2 separate regions of the Danio rerio genome follow, and region 1 is linked to region 2. A link is a contact called in public HiCAR-type data. All regions are on one chromosome and are shown on one strand. Each heading gives the region's core, a stretch centred on a gene start, on an enhancer-like site or on the middle of the called end of the contact. The rest is flanking DNA. Distances are from core to core; before and after follow the strand shown.

Evidence for each region. HiCAR-type assays count read pairs that join an accessible place to other places.
Region 1: a contact with region 2 is called in a HiCAR-type map of caudal fin, with 6 times the contacts expected there. The contact joins the promoter of si:ch211-265o23.1 here to the promoter of metap2a in region 2. A contact is called at or near these places in 2 of 4 datasets of contacts at active chromatin or transcription factors (caudal fin and embryo).

Annotation. Positions count from the first base shown.
Region 1 is chr4:26,700,613-26,703,349 of GRCz12tu, reverse strand. si:ch211-265o23.1 reads right to left here and starts at 1,430. Exons shown (of 9, transcript XM_003198282.7): 1 at 1,340-1,430. The coding sequence starts at 1,415. It overlaps usp44 (ubiquitin specific peptidase 44), which reads left to right and starts at 2,433. Exons shown (of 7, transcript NM_200257.1): 1 at 2,433-2,465.
Region 2 is chr4:26,603,160-26,606,037 of GRCz12tu, reverse strand. metap2a (methionyl aminopeptidase 2a) reads right to left here and starts at 1,318. Exons shown (of 11, transcript NM_001100054.1): 1 at 1,180-1,318. The coding sequence starts at 1,306. The region is part of intron 3 of LOC137491554 (a long non-coding RNA gene); the gene reads left to right.

The sequences.
Region 1 (2,737 bases), core at 181-2,680, 97 kb before region 2:
ATCCATAACGACACTTTTTCCTCATAAATGTGAAAATATGAAATTAAATTAAACCAATGAATTATGTTTTACAGAGAGCCAACTTATGTCCTTTTGATTAATATTGTTTCTTTTGGGTTGTGCAGTTTAATTCACAGAATTTCTACAAAGTATGTTGTTTACTGTAAACCTGGAGACTTTTTTGTCACATCCGTAACGCATGCTTATATTCCTCATTTTAAGTACAAAACATGTATACAGATTGATATTTTTCTGGTCTCTTAACTCTGTGGTCAGTTGCTCTGGAAAATAAAAACAAAATTTTCAATATAATGTAAACTTATACTTTCTATGCGATTTTATGTTTTGAGTTTTTACTGCAAATGTCACATCCATAACGCTGGAATTGCTTTACTATATTATATATATATATATATATATATATATATATATATTAAGAAATTGTTTGAAAATACATAAATTTTATGATGAAAAAATACTTGTAAATAAATAAATAAATAAATAAATAAGATAATTACATCACATCTTGTAGATTTCACAAATAAAAATAATAACATATGCATTAAGCTGCATATTTTTATTCAGTTTTTAATACAACATTTTATACAATTTTAAAAAGTCTTAAAGTTTCATAATCTTACAATATTTTATACAATGGCCAGATACCAAAACTATTACAAACATAATACACGTTTTCAACTTAAAATATATTGTCTACGAGATTGGGCTAGCTTTTGTAACTTTTAACTATTAACAATTAATTATAACTATTTGATATGTTTATACTGAGTTTATACAGATTATTTTGATAACACTTTGACATTATGCAAAACTGTTACAGTGACCGCATAACTGTTATTTGTCTATATGCAAAAATATTAATAATCTACTATATAATACAAACATAAAACACATTTTCAATTTACAATATTTTGTCTACGTTTTTACCATTAGACTATGGCTAGTTTTTGTAACTATAAACGCTTAATTATAACTATATTTTCATGTTTATGCTATGTTGATAGGGATTCTTTTTGGTAACACTTTGACATTGTCACCGTGACCGTAATTTCTTTACATTCAAAAATAATAAACCACTTGCTTTCATAAAATCTACCATGATTAATACTAGTTTTAAATCAGACACAGTTTTATGTGAAACGTTGAAGAATTCATCACAAATAAAGCATAATGTAAACAGTGGACGGTAGCTGTATAGCCTGATAAGGATCTTGATCATTTTGCTTTAGTATGCTATCAGACTGGTGTAAATAAACCGGTAACGAAAAAATAAATGTCGTCGAAAAAAAACACGCATCATATAAGCGTTAGTTTGTACCTGGCAGCTGCTTATTTTCTCTGAAACATGTTTGACTGTTCAGCCTTCTAAACCGCGGAGTCAAATCCACCGCCATCGCGGCATCGGAAATGACGTCACCGGTTCAGCTCAATCTGTAACGTTCATCGATGTGACGGAGCTCTGATCTGAGTTCAGCTGCAGTTTTCTGTGCCTACGGTGGATTCTGTCTGTTTGGTGTGAAAAATCTGATCCCAGATCCATGTTCTGCCACTGCTGTGCTGCCAAAGTCAGCTCATACGCAGTTACAATTTCGACACCCCAGTCTCTTTTAGAGTAGTTTTTCTAGATTTAATTTGCCATTGACACCATCATAAAACGCAAAAGGCATCAACTCTTTATTATTTATCACTATTCTTTATATATTTGGTTTGTTTAAACCGATTTTGAATTACTTATTTGAATATTAATAATACATTTTTGAGTTATTATATAATTGTAACAATTTGAATATTTGAATAAACTTTTATGTATTTGTTATTTAATGTAATACAAATGTCTTTCAAATTTGAAATCATTGTTTTTTCTTATTACAGTTATCACTTTTCTGAAGGAATAAAATTACTTTTTAAATTTTTAATTTAGATGAAAAGGTTATTAGATTTATAAAATAAAAAATAAAGGCAGAAAAACATAAATGTCAAGTGTTTTCTTTGTCATAGCTGTACATAATGTTTTGTTTGAGCCTATACTGTAGTCAAAATTATTTAGAAATGTATTATGCATTATTGTATTCAATTATATTGACGATAAACTTTTACATATAACCATTATACATGGAATAATTGTTCATTTCACAGCAGTTTTGTTTCCACTCTAGGTGATTGTGAAAGTGTTGCGGTTGGTGACTGCGGTGTTATTGTCCCGTAAACACAAAACTGGTTCACAATAATCACGTGTTTCTTCTCACAGCATCTGTTTCTTAAATCTGCAGCTTTATTTTGGGGTATTATTAAACGAGCCTCTTTTGTTTTGAACGGTCAGTGGACTCACTCGCATGTCCTCTCCGGAGTGACGTCACGGAGGGACACTCCACGCGACAAGTGTGTAGACAAGATGGCGCTTGCTGTTGTGCCACAGAAGTAACCAGTGCTTGACGAAAAATCAGGTTAGTAAAATATCACCTTTTAAAAACAACTCCCACCGCATCGGGTTTACATTGGCGGCGGAAATCAAACGCCATCAGTATATTTCAACCGTTAAGCATGCTAGTCTTACTCCAGTCTTGTGTGATTTTAGCATTAGCACACTAGCATCTCGTGTGCTTGTTAACTTTCCTCTATAACAGGCTTAATAGAGATACTGAACTAGCTGAGCCGCTCTGAACTCAGCAGCTAAACCGGTTAGATCTTTAAAACTAGGAAGATGATGGAGGTGGTT
Region 2 (2,878 bases), core at 69-2,568:
TTTTGTGGTTGATCTTGAAATGCTCAAAACTTTGTTGACCTCTAATAAATTAATTATAGAATACAAATACAAAAAAAATATATGTAATATAACATTTTTATAAATAAATATATTTAAAATATAACATTATTTTTTATGAATGTAGTTTACAGTATTCTAAAAAATACTGATATTATGATTGCAGATCAGATTGGCGTGTCTAGATATGCAATCTATGTTATTCTGTATATATGAACAACTTTAAAATAAAATATTACATAAAAAACATAAATGCATAATAAAGTTAAAAGTGCAAGATGTAAAAATAAAACTACATTTTTTAAATTAGTATCTCCAAACAACCTAAATGAAATATAGAAGAATGTAGAATTAAAAAATAAGCATATACAACAAATAATCACATATTAATAAACAGAAAATAAACAAAACATTGTAAAACTTTAACATACATTTATATTTTCTTAAATATTAACAGAAAAATTCATTTAAAAAGATTAAAAAAACTTCTTTAGGTTCTCAAAACTGTACAATCTTTATAAAAGAAGTCAAAAATTGTATAATTATATCTTTACCGTCTAATATTCACAATGTAGAACCCCTGAAAATGTTTAATTCATCTAGTTTACTTAAAACTTACTTTTTAGAGTAGATTTTATTTGATTGTATTTGACTTCTTTTTTTTAGAATTGTTAGATTCGTTATATGTCTGTAAAGTGTCTTGAGATGCTACTTTTTAAAGGCACTATATAAAAATAAAGTTTAAAAAGTTTCATGTAAAATTTCAAGTGTTTTTTCTACAATAAAAAAATGTTTATTATATATATATATATATATATATATATATATATATATATATATATATATATATATATCAAATAAATGTATAAATGACTACATTTTAATAATTCATAATATTATAGTGTTGTACCATTATAAAAAACTGTTTTATTAAATATTTTCCAGTGCATAAAAAAATCACTACTGTTGAAAAAACTTTTTCTTTTAGCACAAAGATATTCAACCACCTAAATCTATACACAGAGCGATTTAAAAGAGATACAGCTCTGTCTCGAGTTAATCTGAGTTCACAGCTGACTATTTAAAGCACAGCTGATTTACAAATATATATATTTAAACATCCAGCGGCCTCAGCACTTCACTACTGAATGACAAGCTCACCGGAAACAACTGACTTGTTTTTCTTCTTCTTCCTCTTTTTCTTCTTGGCTGGGTCTTCGGCTTCTCGTTCCCCGTTAACGATCAGTGTGTCCATTACCGGCGGCACCGGCAGCCCGTTCGCTTCCATGACTGCGGACTCGAGTGGACAGAGACCGATGCATTGTGGGAGGTGCAGAGAAAAGCTGCCGAATCAGCTGGTCGCATGACGCGGAATGCGAAATTATACAGTCCTACTATGGCGAAGAATCAGCTCATGAATATTAGCCTACCTAGAAAACGCTGGCTCTGAGAATCCAGAAAAGTGATTTAGTTAATATTTATAAACATGCCTTCGCTAACAGAGTCGTTTATTCGCCAGCTGATGAGCGCGCCGTGCTACTTAGCCTATCCGATAGGTTCATTGTGTTAACGTCATTGCATATAGTTAATAGTCAAAAATCACCCTTGTTCCCTAATGTTTTTTTTAAGTGACGAGCGGAATATTAATGAGGGAAATCCATTCAGAGAAAGTGCTTCACAGTGCAGGTTTATTTTTTAACTTGCAAAGTATTCATTCCATATTCATATGCTGACGTTGCTATAATGTGTAAGCAAGACTTTTAAGCAATTAGTTTGTGTCATGTTTTACAGTAAAACAATAATAGAATGAATATTACAGATAAGAAATACTGTGTTACCAATGAAATACTATAAAATAAGTGATTTTAAAATAAACATAGTGAATGAGTAAATATTACTATATAAATAATATGCATAATGTATAGGACATAAAACGTAGTCCTATATAGAGTGTAGAGTATAATAGTAGCTCTGTATTTGAAAATATTTTATAATAATATGAATAATACATAATAGTTATATATTATTACTATATTTATTTTCTTGTAGTAATGATAAAGTAAATTATTTGAAAATATTTCATAATAGTCATTATGCTTTTTATTATGAGCAACTGGTATATTAGGGATGCTCCGATCGATTGCCCGAGGATTGGCATCGGCCGATAATCACATTTAATGAGTCGCCAATCTGGCTTATTTTATGAACCGATTGCAGGTGTTTGTTTATGAGTTTACAAGCAGAGGAAGACGCACATGCGTACCTGAGTTATACGGAGAGCAGCACTACAACATGTGAGGCGGTAAATGATGCGTAAGGACATAAGCGATTGCTGCATATGCATCACAGCAGCTAAAATATATACAGATGTGGTGCAACCTCTGTTTATACAGTTTATTGGCATCGTGAGGAAAGATCTCTTTGTTTCAACACTATATATCCAGTGTTTTGAGCTGCTGGGACGCGAGCAGAGCAATCAGCCCAATCTTGTTTCCAACCGTATGACCTCTCCTGGAAGCTCCATGAGTCTCCCCTACATATTATCTATTATTTTCTGTAAAGCTGCTTCTGTCCACATTAAATGTTTAGAAGAGACATGTTTAAGATTATATGCAGTAAAAATGTATAGGATTATATGAAGCATTCTTAATTTATTATCTTAGACAGGACGAGATCTCCACTTAAGTATCCTATTTAGAGGGGAAAATGTGCTTTATGCAATGGCAAAGATACATAAAGCTTGAAGCATCAGAATTGGTACTTGTTATCGGGCAATCACCATGACAAGGAATAGGTACTAGATATCGGCTGCAAAAATCCTGATTGGAGCATCCATAATATATATCTCCCTCTATACATT